Linked DNA regions of Oryctolagus cuniculus: region 2 is linked to region 1. A link is a contact called in public Micro-C data. All regions are on one chromosome and are shown on one strand. The core of a region is the stretch at or near the end of the contact, and the rest is flanking DNA. Distances in the headings are between cores, read along the strand shown. Region 1 has its middle 110 kb from the start of IFNG. Region 2 holds the start of IFNG (interferon gamma).

Region 1 (3,614 bases), core at 595-3,094:
GCAAGTCCTAACAGGTCTGGCTGCAAAACATATCCCAGACCTCATCTGATCTCACAGCCCTGCTGCTCCCACCTTAAGCCCAACCCACTATCTTTCTCCACCCAGATTATAGCAAAGCCCACTAGAAGGCTTTCTTTCCTGTTATTAGTGCCTAGACTAGTGATAACTAAAAAATATAAACCTTGTCCGATCACTGTTCACCTTGAAATCAACTGACAGTTTCTCTCCACCACACTCAGATTGGCCATCTCCCTCTTACTCCAACACTTGCGTGTGTTTTCATCTTGGGCAATCTGATCCCAAATCTCTTCACACTTACACTGCCTCATTATTCAGGTATCTGCACAAAGATCACCTTACCAGTGGCAGACATTTGGCATAGTGGTTAAGATGCCCCTTGGCTCAAGTCTCAGCTCTGCTGCCAATTCCAGCTTCCAGGTAATAGGCATCCAGGAAGACAACAGGTGATGAATCAAGTATCTGGGTCCCTGCCACCAATGTGGGAGACTTGGATTGAGTTCCTGGCTCTTAACTTTGGCCTGGCCCAGCCCTGGGTGTTGCAAGTATTTAGGGAGTGAACCTCTGGAAGAAAATCTTTGTGTTTCTGTCCCTTCTTCTCCTTGTCTCTCTACCTTTCAAATAAGTAAAACAAATTTAAAAAAACAAAACCGTCACCTTCCAGACTACCCACAATAAATGATCACCAACTCATTCACTTCCTTTTCCTTAGGTCTTGGTTTTTCTTACAGTGCTTATCACTGTCCGAGATTACCTGATCCTTGTGTATGATCCTTTTCCCTGCTCTGCTTCTCTGTAGGTAGCACTTTGGTTTTGTTTACTGTGTGGTTTATGGTGCTTAGACACATTCAGTAGTTAAGTTCAATGTTGAACAAAGGCAAAAGAAGAAAGGAGAGAGCAAACACATGCTATGGCTTTTTGCTTAGTAGTGGCAGAAACTAAGCTCTGTCATGAAAACATGTTTGTGCACCCTGTGAGGTCAGATCTCTCCTTTTCTCACCTCCTTTGGTTTCATAGACTCTAGTTTGGGGATAGCATGTTCTTTTCATTGTATTGCACTTCAGAGAGCTTTGTCTTGAACCAAGATATTTCCGGTGTTGGGGTTCAGTCACATCTGGGCATGTTTGGTGAGTGACGGTCTCAGAGGACCGTCAGTTGTAAGGAGACCTTTGGTTTTGAATGGAGAGAGAGGAAGGAGACTCTGTGGTTGTGGTGGGTAGGGTAGGAAGAGCGAGAGGAAGAGAGTCTGAGGGTGGTGATGGCCAAGTGAACATGTTGTCACTCTTCTGGGCCTCTCCACACTTCCTCTGCTGCCAGAATGCTGGGCCCCTGTGATGCAGACCCTGACAGTTACATACGCCTGAGCAAGGTTTGGAATCAGATGTATACATTGTAAAGAAACAAATGCCAACTAGAGCCCACACTGGTGAGAATGGCAGCAGCTAAATCCAGGCTGCAGAGTGAGGAATGGCCAAGGACCATGCCAGGACCCGGCCCCACCTGTGCCAAGTGCAGGCGGCAGAGCCATTAGCACCAGAGCAGCTCATTGGTGGGATTAGGCACCCACCCTGGCTTTGGGGGCTCCTAGCCTGCTTTCTGGGCTCCTTTCAAATCTGACATTCTTCAATAAGGTTTCATTTATTTGGTATCACTGAAAGGCAGAAACGTAGGGTGTTAAATTCCAGCCTGCCTCACAGATCGAGCCTGATAGCTCTGGAGAAAGGAGCTAGAAGTCAAAGTGGCAGGAATTATTGTAATAAAGGATTTTGTTAGACTTGAAGTTTCAACAGCAGGGCTTTCCTCCCCCAGGCAACAGGAAAATGGGCACTTGCCCACTTTTTCCTGGAACACAGCAAGCTCCTGTCTGGGCGGCAACTCTGCTGGAATGGTCTTCAAACAGCTTCTGGAAATTGGCGTTTTCTTTCAAGGAAATCTGACACAGAATCCCTTTCATAACCAGATCAGAATGAGCTGCCTTGCTTGGTGTAGCACTTGAAGCTCCCACAAGCTGCAGTGACCTCAGGGACCCTGAGGCCCACTTTGAAGTCAGTCCCCAGGACACAGTGGTGGCTCCTGGAGGCAGGCTAACAAGGTCTGTAACCCCCAGCAAAGGGGAAGGATCTCCTGAGATGACATCTGGCAGGTGCAGCCTGGGAAGTTAGCCAGAACCGAGCGAGCAGTTCCCAGAAGGTGGCAAGGGAAAACACTTGGCAGAGACTCCAGACTTTTTTTTTTTTTTTTTCAAAAACTGAGGATAAATCAACATGGGAATTTGAATATTTCATAATTAATGTCTCTTCTAACATAATCTAGAGTAACTTGTATAAATGTAGGTTGCATACCTCTTTACTCAGCTATTATGTATTGTCAGTGGTATGCTGTGCTTATTCATGTTACTAAATTGCCTTAAAACTTGGTAAACTTGATCATCAGTCTGTAATTCCAGCCTCACTGGAGATCCAATTAATGGCAGCTGCCTCTCTGCTTGGCTTTCCAGTGGTTGCTCAGGCCCATCCTAGCCCCCACGGATCTCTGAACACTGCAAGAGAACTCCAGCATCTCCTGGCATAAAGGCCATAATGTTCTCCTCAAGCAATCTTTGCCTCCTGGGTAGGATCCCCTCAGATCACCTTTACTACTTTGTTAACCAGATCTCCATGGGTATTGCAGTAGACAGGGCATGTGACATTGGATGTCAACGTCTTAGGTTCAAATCCTTACCGGCAATGGGATTTTAGGAAAGTTGTTATAAACTCTATTAGCTTTCAAATGGGCATTATTGGGAAGCTCAAACTTTCCCTCCGGTGGGTCAAATTGAGTTTGCTAAACAAATTGAAAACAGATAGATTAATAGGGGCAAAGCCATCACAAAAATTTATTAAATTATATAAAAATTTATTAAATTATTTATTAAATTATATAAGCCACATAAAATATGCAAACTATGAATGAAACCCAAAGAAAGGGCCAGATGGTTGAGATTTAAATGCCCTCCTCACAAGAAGACCTGTGGGGTGGAGGCAATTTTGAAAGACAGCAAAAGATAGAAGTTAGCTTATAAATGATTCTGTTTTTGGAATTTTAATGAGTCTAGGAGACAGACAGTATCTTGGACAGAGTCCATCCAGGTGTGTTTAAGTCCCACAGTCTTCTCTCCTGCCACAGATAATGAAATTGTGGGATTGGGAGGTGGAAAGCAATACATTGTGGTCTCTTATTCCCTTTTGTATATCCTGTCTTAAGGGCAAACAGGAAACATCAGAGGAAAGCCTCTTCCCGCATCTGATGATCTACAAGGACCTTGAAAATAATCAGCATGCTAGTGTGCCACTTTTGGACTATTGTTTTCTGAGGCCCCAAAATATAATAACACTAACTCCAGAGTGCAACGATGTAAGGCACTTGACATAACATGTAGGGTGCCTGGTAGCTTCACACCATCATTTCTCAGTGTTTCCTTCTCAGGACCACACTTCTGGTTTGGCCCATTTTTGCTGCTCTTAGTGTCCAACTCTAATAGCCAGGACAAGGTGGCTGCAGACACTGAAGGCTTAGAAAACATTGTCTTAAGAAGATCTAAGGAGTTGACATCATGG
Region 2 (3,614 bases), core at 732-3,231, 110 kb after region 1:
CAATAACAGAATTAGTAAGGAAGAGTTTCATGTATGGGCTAATTTACAACTTTAGCAACTCTTAAATAGCTAATTTCTACTTTCTGAGAATTAAATGCTGCACAAGAGCCTCTATAATGAAACCAAAGAGAGAATTAAAATCCCCTCACCGAAATTCGAGTCAGATTTTGGAAGTCATCCATCTTAGTGAGGTTGCTATTGAAGAACTTCACAAATATGTCTTCTTTGATGGATTCCATACTCTTCTTGATGACCTCATGGTCTTTTAAGTTGTCAAAGAGTTTGAAGTAGAAGGAGACAATTTGGCTCTGAATTATTTTGTTGTCACTCTCCTTGGGAGAAAGAACAGCAAGAGAGAATGATGGAATTATCCATTCAGAAGATAAGCAACAGGAAAATGAGCCAGATGGGAATATATAATTTACCTCTTTCCAATTCCTCAAAATATTCAAGAAAAGGGGTCCACCATTTGCCACATCTGATGTATTTGCTTTCTGAAAATAGAAGGAAACTTGATTCACAAATAGTCCATAAATTGCCCTAAAATGTACTTCAAATTTCATGGAACTCAGATGCTGACAATATTTTATTTCCTTTTCAACCCTTCTGTTGAGTTCCAACAATAACTTTTCCCAGAAGTTTTGGTTAGATTTAGTCAAAGACTATTAATTCTCTTAGCTTTCTTATTAACTAGCATAATGTCAAATTGCAATGTAACATATAGTCTCAAAAATAACTACAGTAAGTTAAAGAGAAGGTTTTAAAGCTTTGTTAAAGATAGATAGATGATAGGTAGGTAGGTAGGTAGATAGATAGATAGATAGATAGATATAGATGATTGATAGATAGATAGATAGATAGATAATCAGCAAGACCATTCTCCTATAGAATACTGCCCCCTTATGGTACAGATCTGTGTATCATCTACCTGTCCCCTTCTATAATGTGTTGCTTGATAATCAGCTTTAAGATAGTTTCAAATACATGTATGTGTGATTTGATTTATATTATAAGAATAAAATTGATTGTGAATGCTTAAACATTATTATAACTGTCATAGGTATATTAGATAATTTTTCAACAAATAATAAAATATTTAAAATGCAAAAACAATTTTTGTTAACCATAAATAACATTTTAAAAATATTTCACAAAACAAAAAACTTTTTAACTCCAGTCCAGAATTCTAATGCCTACAAAATCTCAGTAAGTGGCTGCGTTCAGGTGTACCTCCCCAATAAAATAAATATAGCAGTAGAATTTTGAGTTACTTTTTCATTGAAAACACCTATAAATGACTTTCATTTTAAAGACTTCCCTCTCTTTTACATCAATTTATAAATTGTGTTTCTTTTATCATTTTAAACGCTAACCACAACATTTTTACTGCCATCTTCATAGTAGGCTGAGAAACCAGAACCTAAAAGCCAATCATTTTGTCAATGTGAATATTACTTGGTTTAACCCAACTGAATGGATTCTCACCACAAAATTATCAATATCATTATGCTTTAGACCCATTTTATGCTCATTTTTTGGAAGAGTCATGTATGCTCTGTAAGTAGAGCACACTGAGCAGAGAATCAAAGTAGTGTCTAGAGTATTTAGTTAGGAAATATATCCAACCAACAATTAGTAAAATAACACCAAGTCTTCTCAAAATGACTGTGAAGTAGTGATGACAGCCTATCATATCCAACTGCAAGTTAACATTCAGTCATTTTCAACCACATGCAAGTATTATTAAAAGGTCAAACTTACCAAATATGCCTTTAGGTGTTCTGTTTCTCTGGTTAGTGTGTCCTGGCAGTAACAGCCGTAAGAACCCAAGATGAGGCAGAGCTGAAAAGCCAAGATGTAACTTGTATAACTCATTGCTTCGGAGAGAGTGAGGCTGAAGAAGTTGAAACGAGAGTCAGTGTACGAAGTTGTTCAGGCCCAAAGCACTCAGCTGGTCTCTCTTTCCTAATAGCTGATCAGCAGGCGATCAGAACAATGTACCGCATCTCCCTTTGCTGCTGGTATTTATACCTGATTGAAGTCTCATCAGGATTACGTATTTTCACAAGTTTTTTAAGATGAGATGGTGACAGATAGGCAGGATTGCTAGTTAGTTTGTATTAATAACTATGGTTTTGTGGCATTTTGGTGTTGTAGTTAGAGTTTCCTTTCAACTTCTTGGGTTCTTTGACGATGAGCCAGACCCATTATGCCCACCTGTGCCATTCTTGTGGGATCCTTGGAAAGCACTTTTACTTCACACCATTCACCGGCTGGAAATTTTTTCACATTCCCCACTTTGCCCTTGTGAAATGTTGATTCCTCATCCACAGAGCACATTGATCATTTGTTTGTGGTTGGGAAGAAGTGAAAAAGGAAATTCTAGGGCCTCTCAAACCTTTACAAAGGGGGAGCATTTTAAAAATTTTCTTGCAAATGACCAGAAAGCAAGGAAAGAATGTGGTTAAAAGAGCTGTGTGGCAAGGAAGTCCTTCATCAGAGTTGGTTAGTAAAATACCACAAATTGTTCTCTTCCCAACAGAAAGCTAATGCAATATACATAAGTGAAATTAAATTTTTGCTAGTTCCATTAATAAAAGTAAAAAGAAACACAAAAATAATTTTTAAAAATATTAAACTACATATATACATATATCCAAAATATTTCAATATGTATCCATGCACATTACTTATAAGATGTTTTAGCATAACTTTTGTCATACTACACACTTGAAATCTGGTGTACACTTTGAACCTATAGCATATCACAATTCAGACAACCCATATTTCAGATATTCCATAACCATTTGTCACTAGTTTATTGTGTTGAACAATACAGCTCCAGGTGACCAGTTGGTCCAAATAATCACTAATAATAGACTCTTTTCAACTTTCTAATTATTTTTCTTTAGAATACAAAAAAATAGAGTTCTTCGTCTTTCTTTGTTAGTTTATTTATGAAGTACAATGTTTCAGCATGGCACCAAAGATCATCTACACTGTGGTTCCAACACACTTTATGTCTTTACTTGCACTGTGTACATAAAGCTATATTATGGCTACAGGTGCACTTGAATCCTAGCTCCACTATTATCAGTGTGTGACCTTGAGGAAGACTCTTACCTCGTCTAGGACTCAGTTCCCTCATCTCTAAAATGAGCTTAATAATAGCATCTCCTTGTAGGCTTCATTTGAAGATCAAATCAAATGATCCATGTAAAGTGCTAAGGATTTTTTTGCCGTACTTCAATCACTCAATAATTATTAAGTTATCTGTTATTCAGGAATGCTAGATGACTAGTATTCCAAAACACACACACACGCACACACACACATCCTTGTTGCTGCTGTTTCTTTGGTCTTGAGTTCCTTTTCCTCCCATCCTTGCCCCTTGGAGTGGTCCTCATTCACCCCAGTCCAGACTAAAAATCATCTTCTCCACAAATTCCCCCAAAACTATCTGACTGAAAATTAGTCTCAAATCCTCTTTATTGATCTAATTCTTGGTGCATAGTTTATTCTTAGAGTCCTAATCATCAATCTCATATTAGTCACTCATATGTCTTCTTCCATATTTGACTGAGTTCCTTAAAATCAGAAACTGTTCCATGGTT

The links. A called contact is a pair of places that touch in the nucleus more often than the background predicts.
Region 2: a contact with region 1 is called in a Micro-C map of ear pinna, with 2.6 times the contacts expected there. The contact joins the promoter of IFNG here to the enhancer-like site in region 1. A contact is called at or near these places in 2 of 6 Hi-C or Micro-C datasets (ear pinna and an unstated tissue).

The regions. Positions count from the first base shown.
Region 1 is chr11:70,392,542-70,396,155 of mOryCun1.1, forward strand. No RefSeq gene overlaps it. Among named protein-coding and RNA genes, the nearest start is that of IFNG, 110 kb to the right of the region's middle. Within about 2 kb of position 1,845, at least 1 of the 8 cell types and tissues checked has an H3K27ac peak or open chromatin away from gene starts, as enhancers often do.
Region 2 is chr11:70,501,277-70,504,890 of mOryCun1.1, forward strand. It overlaps IFNG (interferon gamma), which reads right to left and starts at 1,982. Exons shown (of 4, transcript NM_001081991.1): 1 at 1,762-1,982; 2 at 426-494; 3 at 150-332. The coding sequence starts at 1,875.